2 separate regions of the Sus scrofa genome follow, and region 1 is linked to region 2. A link is a contact called in public Hi-C data. All regions are on one chromosome and are shown on one strand. The core of a region is the stretch at or near the end of the contact, and the rest is flanking DNA. Distances in the headings are between cores, read along the strand shown.

Region 1 (6,835 bases), core at 2,174-4,673, 66 kb after region 2:
CATGGGATTCACAGGCATGATACCTGCTTCAGAGGTGAAAACAAACAAGACTTTTTTTTTTTGGACCTAAGGTTCTTTCTTTCCCAAGATCTGTCGCAGGGACTTGGCAGCTGCAGAGCTGACCTGCAAATAAATTCAATTCCATTCGCAGTTCCTAAGAATGACTGTGACCACTTCACTCACATAGGTGAGAAGAAAATATTGTCAGAGCCAGCAGAGGTCCATAAGAAAAAGTCACAAAGAACAAATCGACGAGGCTGGAGAGGGTATAAACCCAACACACATTCTCGGCTCTTAGGAAGCAGCGGTCAGACTGTTTAGGGAGGAAAATCTCAAAATGCATCCTCCAGGGCTCCTTGCCAGCCACCTGTGGGCCATGTCGCCCTCCCTTGCCATTTAATGATTATCTGCTGTCCATGCTTGAGGAAGAAAATGGGTGGGAGTATTGAAAGATGCTAAGCTCTACTCTGGATGAACTGGGACTCTCAGTTCAAGAGATCATAGCTAGGACCAGATTTCAAGCAAAACAGAAAAAAAAATTTTTTGAGATGAAAATATATCCTTTCACTTTGACAGTTAATGACAATTTCTAGGTCCTTAAAATCTCTTTTCTCAGGGCATTTAGGTTGGTGTAGTCAGAGAAGGCCTCAGTACAGAAAACGGTATCGATAACTGGGCTGCCTGTGATGGCAAAGGTTCTCGCAGCTCGGTCCTATACCGGCTGTAAGACTTCACATCACCACCATCTGCGAGCCTGGCAGGTGACATCGTCACGTCACTGTATGTTCATCTCGGAAGTGGCATCCTCCCTCTGGTCTATGGTCTTTTCCCTTTTTCTTTTTGGAAAAGGATGCGCCCCTGTTTTGGACCTCGCTTAAAAGGAAAATGATGTTCATAGGGTGGGGGAGCCAGTGGTCCACCCTATGCCGGAAGCCGTACTTTTCACGTAAAAGCCATTGAATCCACTCAACCACCTAGTGAAGGCCTTTCCATTCTCTCCCTCTCTTCCTCTTGGAGATTTTAAGAACAAACAGGTTCAGGGAGTTCCTGTTGTGGTTCAGTGGGTTAAGAATCCAACTAGTATCCATGAGGTCACAGTTCGATCCCTGGCCTCACTCAGTGGGCTAAGAATCCAGAATTGCCATGAGCTGTGGTGTAGGTTGCAGACTCGGCTTGGATCCCTCATTGCTGTGGCTGTGGCGTAGGCCGGCAGCTGCAGCTCTGATTCGACCCTGAGCCTGAGGACTTCCACATGCTATGAGTGTGGCCCTAAAAAGCAAAAATAAATAAATAAAATTAAAAAAAAATTTTTTTAAAAAGAACAAACAGTTTCAGAACCATTAAGTTCTGGGGCCAAGGTCACAAAGCTCTGGTGGAGACGTGATTTGAAACCATAAATTTGTATTCCAAAGCGAAGGTCTACAGACAGGCATGCACTCTGCTTACATCTACCGAGAAGCCCTTCTAGATGCCAAGGACAAAGCATGGCAATAGACTTTAGAGGGAAATAGGACCTGCATGGATGCCATCTTTTGCATTTCAGGGGCTCCTGCTCATTGTCTGGTGGGGCAGGAGGGCAATATTCTTCTAAGCCAAGCCCTGTTTTCATTCCTCTGCTGGAGAAGGCAGATCCATGACAGACGCATGAAGTCCACTGCTCAGACCTTTCTATGGAACCGCAATATGTCCTGCTTCATATTTCCGGAATTATTTGCAACAGGCAGCTGTGCTGGGTCAGAATCCCAGAGGTGCTCTGGGATTCCAGACAGGGTGGGGGCCGCCACCCTGCTCGCTCTGGCTGGGAATAATACAATTCACGAATGTGGAGCATCTAGGGAATTCGGGGGCTAAAAAGAGAAGCTCCTGGCTGGAAGTGGCTAAGATTCCTGGACCTCCATGGTGTCAGGGAACAGTTTCAGGGATGTTTGGCTGTGGTTGTGGAGCTAATAAAACAGCAGCCATGTATCAACAGCTACAGTGCTCCAGGCACTATAGCCAGGGTCTTTCAGAGACCTTGTATTCATCCACCGCATCCGTTCTGACAGCACTGAATCCTCTCAACAACCCTGAGAAGCAGGCAACCAGTATCCCAAACGAGTAAATGGAGGCTCAGGGATGATCACTAACTCAAGTTTTCACAGCTTTTGTTTCATTTGGCTGTGCCCATGGCCTGCAGAATTTCCTGGGCCAGGGATGGAACCTGAGAAACAGCAGTAACCAGAACAACAAGCAGTGACAATGTCAGGTCCTTAACCCACTGAGCCACCAGGGAACTCCCAGGTTTTCACAATTTTAGGCCCAAGTCAGGATGCAAACCCAAGCTATTAGACCAGAATGTTCTTATTTTGAACAACAACAGTGTATTGCCTCTGAGGAATTTATTCTGCAGCTAATGAATACATCTGACATACTTCTCTCCACCTCATACCCTACCCACCAAATGTTTGGGCAATTAAAATAGTTGAGTTCACTTATAAGTGGAATGGCAACACAGCAATTGGGCTTGTCCCAGTTACATGAATTAATTCTGTCTCAGGGTTCTGATGGCAGGCAGCATAAACCAAAGAGCGCAGAATCCCAAGATGAAATTATATCATTAAAGCCCTTGGCAGCTTAGCTATTATTTTATGTAAAATATATGCATGGCTTCTGAGAATTCCTCTCCACCAGCAGTCAAGATGAAAAAATATATATATATGTATATGTGTATATATATATATACACATATATATATACATACACCCACACACACTAATAGGATTCTATACTATCATGCTGGTCTTTACAGGACATTCTTGATAGGAATGCTGCCTGTTTGGCATCTGGAAAAGTAAACAGAGTTTCAAATTCCAACCCTCTATTGTGAACAGTAATAACCCTGCTGCATGGCCATGCAAATTAAGGAACTCTGAAACCCCAAACCTCCAATCACAACACCGCACACCCACATTCCAAACACGCCTCTCTCGCCCATGAGAGCCTGGCTCAGGCCACGGAATCTTTTCAGAGCCAGCATCAAAGGCTGCTTGAGGCTCAGTATTTGGGACATCTCATTGCAGCCGCAGTCCCAACATGGATTGAGGTCAGTGAGGGCAAATAACTAAATAGTTTTCTCCAAAACGCCATAGTTGGAATTCCCGGGCCTGGCCTGGGATCTCTGGGGGGCCCCCTCCCCTGCTGCCTGACCAAGTCCCCCGGGGCCCCAGGGCCTGGCGGGTCCCCGAAGCCTCCCACCTGCCGCCCACAGTACTGCCCAGCCCAGGCAGAAAAGAACCTTCCTCCCGCAGCGCGGACGAAGCTCGAGACACGCCCTGGCTATCTATAGAAAATCCCGCTGCGGGTTCTGCTGACGAGTCACTCGAGATCCCTCCTAGGGCTTTATTATGTCACAGGAACCCAGAATGGAATGCGGAGGATTAAATTCCAAGTCCTTCCCGGTCGGCGGCGGGGCCTGGAGGGAGGGCTGCTCCCGGCCATCTGGGCTCTCGGGTGCCCCCTACTGAATGTCACTGTCCTCCGGCTCCGACGCGGTCAGCCGCAGGTGCCAGTGCTCCAGGCCTCCCAAAGCCGTGGGGGCCGCTGCAGGCAGCTCGGCTCTTTGAGCTCCTGCAGCATCCAAGGACATGGAGGGGACCCTCGGAGCCCTCCATGGAGATCTTGGTGGGTCGTTACCCCTTCTAAGCCTCACTTTCCTCACCAGAGGAACCCCTGAGATATAAGATTGGGAATATCACGCACAGAGGGGGAAGTTGGGGAGCGGATGCCCCAGAGATGGTGACATCCATCTGAGCAAGCCCTGGTCTGGGGGTTTGCAGATCCCCTGGCAGTCACAGTTCCGTGCATCTGGACTGATGCCAGAGCAAGGAAATACTTCATGTGTGGGCTAATTCTCTCTGTCACTTTTTTTTTTTTTTTTTTTTTTTTTTTTTTTTTTTTTTTTTGGTCTTTTTAGAGCTGCACCCTGGGCACATGGCAGTTCCCAGGCTAGGGGTCAAATGGGAGCTACAGCTGCCGGCTTCCACCACAACCACAGCAGTGCCAGATCCAAGGCACGTCTGTGACCTACACCACAGCTCACAGCAACGCCAGATCCTTAACCCACTGAGCGAGGCCAGGGATCAAACCCTCATCCACATGGATACTAGTCAGATTTGTTTCTGCTGTGTCACCACGGGAGCTCCTGGACTAATTCGCTTATTAAAGGCAAGGAAATTATCAAGTCACTGAAACCTCACAACCTCTCTGTCTGTTAATCATACTACAGGCATGATAATGATACCTACTGATAGGTCTGTCGTGAGGACTGCATGGGGCAATTCATGAAAAGGGCTTCAAATGGTGTCTGGTATGTAGTAAGTCACCTAGTCTTATTATTGTTATTTAAGTTACCTATTATTGTTGTTGTTATTACAAGGTTCCAGAACACACTATTTGGAAAAGACCACTAGCATTGGTAACATTTATCACACCGTTATGACACGCCAGTCACTCTGCTGAGCCTTTTCAATAATCTATTGTTTAAGAAAAAAAATCTTGTGCAGTTAGGTATGAACATCTCCATCTTTCAATAGTGAAGAACTTGAGGACTTTATGACTCGCTTGAGTGGGTGAGCTGGTCATTTTTCTCCCATCAGAGCTGGCCAGGGCAGAATTTGACTCTTGCTGTTTGAACTTGCATACACCCTTGACCTTGCTGGGTCTCAGATGGAGTTAACCGCTGCTTTATTTCCTTCACACAACTCTCCTGAGAAAAGTACTGTGCAAAACGGTGTTCTGCCCAGAAATGGGAGGAATTGCATCTTTATCCAGGAGGGTGAGTCAAAGGAGTGAGTGTGGAAGGTGAGTGATCACAGGCAGCCAGCAGCAGCATGGAAATCAGAAGAAGGAACTGTGAGGACACAAGGACATGTTTGATCTAAGCCAAGAGCACATGGAGGTGCCGGTTCCTGGGAAGGCCACTTGAGCGATGAGAAGTAGAAGGCTCAGAACCTGTCAGCTCTCTTTGAGCAGTCTGTCAATGTGTGTGCAAGCCCTCGTGCATGCACACACACACGTACAGAGGCACACACAGTAAAAATTCATCACTGGGCTCCCACCTTAGCAGGGTAAGTGAAACATGTAAACAAATAATAAATTATGTCTGTGCCAATGGGGCGTAGAAGCAGTAACTATAAAATGTTACCCAGGGGAGAGAAAGTTTATTGAGATGATGATAGAACACCCCAATCTCATTGCCAAGGGCATTATTTCACACCCGGAGTAAGCTGGCAGCGTTGTTATTTCTTGAAGGAGAATTCTGTCTTTTTCCATTTTCTTAAACAGTGGATTTTTTTTTTTTTTAAACAATGCAAAATTTTCCTTCTGAAGGGATCTTGAAAGGCAAGTTCCTTCCATTGTTATGAAAGGGACTCAGGTTCCACAGAGCAAAGGAATTCCCAGTGACAAGGCAGGAAGTACCACTGGATTGGCAAGGTGGCCTGTCTTGTCTCTGCCTCTGAAGGCTTTGCGTTGGGGTGCAGACCTTGGCTCCTGGCTGGAGGAGACCCCTCTGACAGTCATGTCTCCTGAGGGTCCTGGGTTGAGAGGGGACACTGCGCAGTCGACGAGAGCAGTGGTCTCCCAAGGGGGGGGTCACCCCCAGAGGATGCTCTCCCCAAACAATCCACTGGATGTCAAGAAAGTATTAAGACTTTTTTTTTGTCTGTGCCCACAGCATGCAGAAATTCCGGGGTCGGGGTCAAACCCATGCCACAGCCATCACCAGAATCACAGCATTGACAATGCTGTATCCTTAAACCACTGAGCCGTCACAGAACTCCAAGACTTCTTAATATTTATTTATTTTATTTTATTTTATCTTATTTTATATATTTTGCTTTTTAGGGCCACACCCACGGCATCTGGAAGTCCCCAGGCTAGGGGTCGAATCAGAATTACATCTGCCAGCCTACACCACAGCCACAGCAACGCCCAATCTGAGCCTCGTCTGTGACCTACACCACAACTCATTGCAGCGCCGGATCCCCAGCCCACTGACTGAGGCCATGGATCAAAGGCGCATCCTCATGGATACCAGTCAGATTTGTTTCCACTGTGCCACAATGGGCTTATCACCTTATGTGGGAATAGCTTTCCCTGTTTCAGGCTCCCCGAGTCCTCCTTTGTTCTGCCGGAGTGAGCACAGTGCTGCCCCCTCCCCCCCCCCCCCCCCCCCCCCCCGGCACGTTCCCAGCCTTCAGTACGTCAGCCTCTCCATGGAAGAGGAGTTGGGGTCCTTCCACCCTGAAAGGCGTACGTGTGGGGGAACTGCCCTGCACTGGCTGCTGGGAGAGACCTGAGGCCATGCTATTTCTTCTCTGTGTAAGGCGTTCTCCTCTGGGACTGGAAACCCAGGCACAGTGGTCTGTTCCCGGGAAGTGATAACCAATACTTGGTGTTCTGCTGGACACTTATCATTACAGCTACCAACGCCACCATCCAGAGGCCTAAAAAACAAGTCTATAAAGAACAAATCCTCCCTCTTGAAAGACGTGACCACGATGCCATCATTGTACTCCAAAAGCGCCAGCAATAGTTCCTCAGTAGAACCACCTATCCAAACAGTGCTCACATTTCCTCAGTGGTCCTATAAATATTTTTATAGTTTAAATTGGAATCCAAACAAACTCCTCACATTGTCATGGATAAACAGATCCCTTAAGTTCATCCCTTTGCATCTATCGATTCCCGTCTTTCAATCTCTTATTATCTCATTTTGCAGTTTTTTGGTCCTTCAAGAACTTGGTTGTTTTTCCTGACTCATCGTTTCCTGGCTGGGTTTTGCTGATCACGTTAC
Region 2 (7,602 bases), core at 3,511-6,010:
ACAAACAAATCTGATTAGGAGCCATGAGGTTGCAGGTTCGATCCCTGGCCTTGCTCAGTGGGTTGAGGATCCGGCGTTGACATGGGCTGTGGTGTAGGTCGCAGATGCGGCTCGGATCCCGCGTTGCAGTGGCCCTGGCCTAGCCCGGTGGCTACAGCTCCGATTGGACCCCTAGCCTGGGAACCTCCATGTGCAGCAGGAGGGACCCTAGAAAAGTCAAAAAGACAAAAAAAAAAAAATGTTCAGTGTAATTTACCACATAAATAGATTAAGGAAGAAAACTATATGCCCATTTCAATAGATACAGAAAAAGCATTTAATGAAATTCAGCCTATTCCCTATCTATCTATCATCTATCTATCTATCTATGTATCCATCTATCATCTATTCTCAGAAAACTAAGAATGGGCTTCTCAATCTGATAAAGGGCATCTACAAAAAACCTACAGCTGACATCGCATTCAATAAGTGACTAAATAATTTCCCCCTAGTTTGGGAACAAGGTAAGGATATTCATTCTCACCACTCAAAATTGTCCTGGAAGTCCTAGACAGTGAAAAAAGAAAGAAAGAAAGAAAAAAGAAAGCAAGAAAAAGAAAAAAATGGCATACAGTTTGGAAAGGAAGAATTAAAACTGTCTCCATTTGTAAATATCATAATAGTCCATATAGAAAATACCAAAGAATCTACAAAATAGCTACTAGAATTAGTAAGGTCAGTAAGGATGAAAGCTATAACATCAATATACCCAAGGCAATTATATTTCTGTACACTAACAATGGATATTTGTAAATTGAAATTAAATAAATAGACACCATTTAAAATAAAGCGCCATTTACAATAGCACCTTAAAACACTATGTAGGTTACTATCTAAAAAATTACATGCGGAGTTCCCCTTGTGGTGCAGTGGTTAATGAATCTGACTAGGAACCATGAGGTTGCAGGTTCGATCCTTGGCCTTGTTCAGTGGGTTAAGGATTCAGCATTGCCGTGAGCTGTGGTATAGGTTGCAGACACGGCTCGGACCCTGCGTTGCTATGGCTGTGGCATAGGCCGGCGGCTACAGCTCCGATTCGACCCCTAGCCTGGGAACCTCCATATGCCGTGGGAATGGCCTTAGAAAAGGCAAAAAGACAAAAATATAAATAAATTTTAAAAAATGAAAAATAGGGGGAGGGGGAGGGAGTGGGAGGGATCGGGAGCTTGGGCTTATCAGACACAACTTAGAATAGATTTACAAGAAGATCCTGCTGAATAGCATTGAGAACTTTGTCTAGATACTCATGTTGCAACAGAAGAAAGGGTGGGGGAAAAATGTAATTGTAATGTATACATGTAAGGATAACCTGACCCCCTTGCTGTACAGTGGGAAAATAAAAAAAAATTATAAAAAAAATGAAAAATAAAAAATTACGTTCATGATCTGTATTCTGAAAATGATAAAACTTTGATGAAAGAAATCAAATAAGACCTAAATAGATGGAGAGAGATACTATGCTTATGGATTGGAAGTTTCAATATTGTTAAGATGGCAATTTTCCCCAAAGTGATCTACAGATTCAGTGCAATCCCAAGTAAAATCTCAGTAAGATTTTTTAGTAGATATCAATAAGCTGCTTTTAAAATGTATATGGAAACTAGAACAGCCAAGCCAATTAAAAAAGTTTGAGAAGCCAGGCTACCTAGTTCAAGACTTATCATAAAGCTACAATAATGAAGATATTCTTGTATTGGTGAAAGGATAAACACATAGATCAACTGAATAAAGAGCCTAAAAATAGAACCACAAATATATTTTAAATTGACTTTCAACAAAATCATAAAGGCAATCCAATGGAGAAAGATGACTTTCAATGACTAATGCTGGAAGAATTAGACACCTATATAACAACAACAATAATAATAATTACTATCATAGCAATAATAACATGAACCCATACGTCTATAATGCTTATAGAAGATAACATAAGAGAAAAATCTTTGTGGGCTTGATTTAAGCAATAAATTCTTAGATACTAAAGCTAAAAACAATCCAATTGATAAACTGAATATGGCAAAACTGAGAACTTTGCTCTTTGGAAGATAGTGTTATGAAAATTAAAAAAAAAAACCCACAGACTGTGATAAAATATTTGCAAAGCACATAGCTGATAAATGGCTTATATAGAGAATATATAGATGTTAGAATGTGAATGTCAACTAGACTGGTTGTGGTGATCATTTTGCAGCATATACATATTATATACATATAATGAATCATTGTTTTGCACCTGAGACTAATGCAATGTTATATGTCAATGACATCTCGGTTGAAAAGAGGAGAACTGTTTTCATTTTTTACAATTCGATTATAAGGACTCAAACAAACTTCATAAAACATGGGCAAAAATCTGTAATATGTCACCGAAGAAGCTATATGGATGGACAATAAGCATGTGAAAAGATACACAATATCACTGGTCATAGGTCATGCAAATAAAAACCACAATGAGCTACAACTACATATCTATTAGAATGGCCAAAAGAAAAGAAAACCCCATGATAATAAGTGCTGGTGTGTACGTGAAACAGCTGGAACTTTCTACGCGGCTGGTAGGAATGAAATGGTTAACTGTTTCTGGAAAACTGACAATTTCTTATAAAGGTAAATATATCCATACTAGAGGACCCAACTCTTAGGTATTAATTAAGAGAAAAACCTAAACTCATGATCACACAAAACCAGCATTTGAATGTTTATAGCAATTTTATTAATAGTCACCAAAAAATTAGAAATAACCCAAATGTCCTTCAACATTTATTTAATGGATAAAGAAACTATGGCACATCCTTGCACTGGAATACTTCTCAGCAATACAGAGGAACAAACTTCGGATAGGTGCAGCTTGTGTCTATTTGAAGTGAATCATGCTACTCGAAAGTCAGGTCTGAATGGCTATGTACTGTACGATTCCAGCTCCATGACATTCTGGAAAAGCCAGATTATGTAGACACATCAGATCGATGATTGTCCGGGGCTGGGGCTGAGCCATCAGGGTTGACTACAAAGGGTTTAGGGTAGCGATGGAAATATTTTATGCCTTGATTGTGGTGATAGTTACATAGACATATTTGTTGAAACTGGGAGTTCCTGTTGTGGTGCAAAAGAAATGAATCTGACTAGTATCCATGAGGATGCAAGTTCTATCCCTGGCCTCGCCTCGCTCAGTGGGTTGGGGACCCCGTGTTGTTGTGAGCCTTGGTGTAGGTCACAGAGGCAGCTTGGATCCCACATTGCTGTGGCTGTAGCGTAGGCTGGCAGCTGCAGCTCCAATTCGACCCCTAGCCTGGGTACCTCCATATGCTGTGGATACGGTCCTAAAAAGGCAAACAAACAAACAAACAAAAAAACCTGATAGAGCTGTATATTAAAAAGAGTGAATTTTGCTGTATATAAATTATACCCTAATGAAATATAAATCTGAAAGAAATCTAAACTGTTTATAATAGAAAGTGAAAAACCAAACCAGTTCCCCAAGTGATCCGATGTCTAGAGACAGTAAAGATTGTGTGCTGTTTTCTGGGTGGGAAAATGGGCCGCAAAGGGCTCAGGGTCTGATAACCCCTCTGCAAAAGGACTGACCTCCCAGGGGTTGCAGCTCTGGGCTCAGCCCTGCTCCCCTCACTAACGCTTGCAGGCTGCCTTCTGACCAGTGTCTGATGGGAGGTGAGTTCCGCCCATCCTGGCCTCCGTGGTACCCGGACATGGGGAGTTCAGGGAGACCTCTGATGCCCTGGTGACCTGTGATTTGCCAGTGTGGGTGCCACATGGGTGCCACACATGCCATGGTCTCCAAACCCCAGGTGAAGCTCCAGCCTGCTCCTTGAGGCAAACCCTCAGTTCATGTGAAAGGGTCCCAAAGCCACCAGAGTGGCATTTTCATCAGCATCAACTGTGGAACAGCCTGTGTTTTCAGGGTCCCTGGCCAGGAGTGAAGGCCCCTTTTGTTAACAGTCACTTTATCCTCTCCGCCCACACCGCGGGCCCAGCAGGAAGGATGAAGGGGGCAACAGATGTTCTCAGGCTGCGGAGTGGCGGCCCAGCCGGGAGGATGAGGTGGGGGAAAGGCCAGCCTGTCCACCATTCCCAACTTCCCCGCTTGCTCGGGTTTAAGCAGAACCCTGCTGGCTCCAGGAAGCCCCTCCGCCTTTGCACGTGTAGACTTTCCTCAGGCGTTGGTTCTGTTGAACCGCCGGGTTAACCAGCAAGATGGGCAGGTGTGACCAGTAGTTGGAAGGTCTGTACTTTGAGAAAGTGCCTCTTGACACTGCTGAGGTTCTAGAAAGGTGACAAATGAGGAGGAGGAGGAGGAAAGAAGGATGGAGCATTCACAGGTTAAGAGGCTGCTGTCTCTCTAAAGGAGAAGCTTTCCAGAGCCCCCCCCCGCCCCCCCCAAGCCGTGACTTGGCTACAACTGGCTCTTTCCAGCCACCCTTCGAAATGTCAGGATACCTTGATGGGACGGAAGGGGAAGGGGTCCTTGAAGGGCCCACACTGCAGGAATAAGGTGTGTGTTGAAGGCTCCTCTGGTCCCCTGTTTCCCCATCAGACGGCAGGGGCCAGGATTCCTGAGCTTTCTACTGCTGAAAGCTGTTGACGAGGCCAAGATCGCCTGGCCGCCCTCCAAGCCAAGCTGCGATGCTGCGCAGCAAAGACAGGGCGGTGGAGCGTTTGTGCAGCTCCCATACCTGGAACAAGATATGCTGAGCCACAAATTACGGCATTCAGATGTCACCACTGCCATCTGACATTGAGTTTCAGCTGTTGACGTCTTCATTACTGCCTGCAGGTCCCAGGTTGCGGGGCGGGGGTGGGGGGAGGAGGGGGAGACGGGTGTGAGACAGGTTCATGTTACACCCAGAGCAATAACACCCACCAAGGGGAGTCAGGCTGGTTGGCAGACCCTAAGGTGCAGAAGCTCTGCATCCATCGGTTGCTTTGTGGGTGGTGGGGGGTGCCTGCATGTGTGTGTGTGTGTGTGTGTGTGTGTGTGTGTGTGTGTGTGTGTGTGTGTGTGTGTGTGTTTATTCCTCCTCCAGGCCCCATCCTGTAACAGCTGAAAGGGATCGGGCAACCGGCTCCAGGAACTTGTTCTCTGCGTGGTTTTCTCATCTCCGTTCGCTTCCGTCAGCCTCCCCCCGCCCATCTGTCAGATCCTTCTTCTCCCCGTCTCTCCTGCTCCTCTTTGAGGTGGTGACTAACCAACACAGCAGTACCCTGGCAGCTCCCTTTCCAGTCTCTCAGCCTCTCTCAGATTAATGGAACAGAAACACGGGCTTGCATCTGATGCCAATAGTCATATCCTGAGTGACCACAGAGAAGGAGATTAAGCGGAGGCACTGGCCCAGCCCCCAGGGGACACGGTTACAGGAAGAAAGCATTTCTTGACAGCAGTGGCTCTGGCTCCCTCTCGCCGGCCCCCTCCTCCTTTCCCAGGCTCCTTTAAGTCCCCTGAATATTTTCTGTAAGATTAATTAAAGTCTATCCAGCAATGGTCCTAGTCACTCAAGAACTGGGTTTTGATCTGCTTTTTTTGATGTACACTCAAAAAAATGATGTGAGCAGGACATACTTCCATATTCTTGTCTTTGATGCAGACCCTGTGCTAATCTGCTCTGGACGTGTGTTTTCAAACAGGGAGACGTAAAGAAGTATATGGTTATCTAGCCTAATGGCTCAACTCCACAAATATCAACTGTGAGCAAATAACTCTTCTGGGAAGATAAAATCCCTGTCTAAAGGGCACTAGTGGGAGCAAGGAGACACAGGCTGAAAATGCCATGACGTGAGGCTGGGTGTGATGAGGGTGGTGGGAGAAACACAGTGAACCCAGGGGGTACAGACTGGTGAAATCCAGGGAGACTTCAGGGAAGAAGTGGCATTTGAGATGAGCCTTGAAGGGAAGGTAGGAGTTTGATGAAGGCAAATAAAAGGAAAAGGCATTGCATGAGAACAGTTCAGCTTGAGCAGAAGCCCAGAGATAAAAGACACCAAGAATTCAGATGGGAGTGGGATTTTGAGTTGAATTGCAGAAATGTGTCCTAAATTTGATGGCTGAGAAGTGGATCTGGAGAGCCTTGAATTAGAAAGCATGGAATGCCAGGCCTAGACGCTGGGAATATTTACTGACAACAGTGGGAGCCATGGAAGGTTATAGAGCAGGGGAGGACAAGAGTCTGCCTTCTTGATTGGACTTTAAGAAAAGTCCCCTTGGGGAAGCCCACAAGGTAGATTACAGGGAGGGGTGAGGAGAGGTGGGGATAGATTCGTGAGGAGGTTTTGGCAATGGCTTGGAAAAGAGTGGAAAATAAGCACTGGACGGGGCTGGCAAGAGACATTGCCAAAAGGGGATTTGCACCTGGTTGGATGTGGGGGGTGAGGCCATGGAAAGAGAAGACATGACACTGAACTTGGAGGGTAGATGCTGGAAGGGTGCTGGTGGCATTGAGAGGGACAGATCTAGAGCAGAAAAGGACAGTGGAGCCTGAGACATCCGGTGTCTAGGAGTGGCGCCTGGGTTGATAAACCTCCTGGGGTGGTATCAGCGTGGATGTTGACAAGAAAGATTGGATTTGAGGATTATCTGTGTAGAGGTGCCAGGTGAGGCCTCAGAGCTAAGGGGATAGTAAAGAGAGAGCATGGGGTGGAGGCAGTGAAGCTCAGATCCCTGGGAGTTCCCATCGTGGCACAGCGGAAATGAAATCTGACTAGTATCCATGAGGATGCAGGTTCAATCCCTGGCCTCACTTAGTGGGTTGGGGATCCGGCATTTCCATGGGCTGTGGTGTAGGTCGTAGACACAGCTCTGATCCTGCATTGCTGTGGCTGTGGCGTAAGCCGGCAACTGTAGCTCCAATTCAGCCCCTAGCCTGGGAACTTCCATATGGTGAGGGTGTGGCCCTCCAAAGCAAAAAAAAGCTCAGATCCCTGGGAAGATGGGCATGTGAAGAGAGGGACAGGGAGGATTTCCTGTCCCCCAAACCAAGAGATTTCCTGACAGATGCTGAACCTGTCACAGATCAGGACAGGGCCAAGACTGCTGATCTGTGGCTGAGGAAGAGGCCCCGGGTGCTTCCTGAGACTCCATCATGAGAAGAGAGACTTGGGGCGGAAGGCAGATGAGAAGCCGGCGAAGGCGAGTGGGTGGTGAGGCAGTGTGGGCAAGCGTGCTTCCTGGAGAGTTTTTAAAAATAGGACAGAGGCCTGGGTTGGTGGCTGCAGAAAGGGCCTCCAGACTGGGATTCAGGAGATGGGCTCCCGAGGCTTTGGGGAGCCCAAAGGGGAGGTCTCTCTCGTGGGTGTTTAAGAGACGATTTTTTATGTCAGGAGGCACTTGTTAGTTTGAAATCAGGCTCTCCTTAAACAGAGCCCAGCACTGACTTGGCAGCTTCTAGACTTTCCTGGGTCTGATTTGAGGGACCAGCCTGGGGTGACTATAAAGCAAGCATTGTTCTTCTGGATGCTGATGCTGATACAGGCACAGAAATATACACAAAGGGACACATGAGTTTCCATAGTCCCTCTTATGTTCTTCAGAAGAAAAATAAAGTCCTTTTTTTT

Evidence for each region. A called contact is a pair of places that touch in the nucleus more often than the background predicts.
Region 1: a Hi-C map of heart right ventricle shows a contact between it and region 2, with 2.9 times the contacts expected there. The contact joins two enhancer-like sites. A contact is called at or near these places in 2 of 47 Hi-C or Micro-C datasets (embryonic fibroblasts and heart right ventricle).

What each region holds. Positions count from the first base shown.
Region 1 is chr8:76,954,003-76,960,837 of Sscrofa11.1, forward strand. No RefSeq gene overlaps it. Among named protein-coding and RNA genes, the nearest start is that of GATB, 270 kb to the right of the region's middle. Within about 2 kb of position 3,424, at least 63 of the 83 cell types and tissues checked have an H3K27ac peak or open chromatin away from gene starts, as enhancers often do.
Region 2 is chr8:76,886,186-76,893,787 of Sscrofa11.1, forward strand. No RefSeq gene overlaps it. Among named protein-coding and RNA genes, the nearest start is that of GATB, 330 kb to the right of the region's middle. Within about 2 kb of position 4,761, at least 7 of the 83 cell types and tissues checked have an H3K27ac peak or open chromatin away from gene starts, as enhancers often do.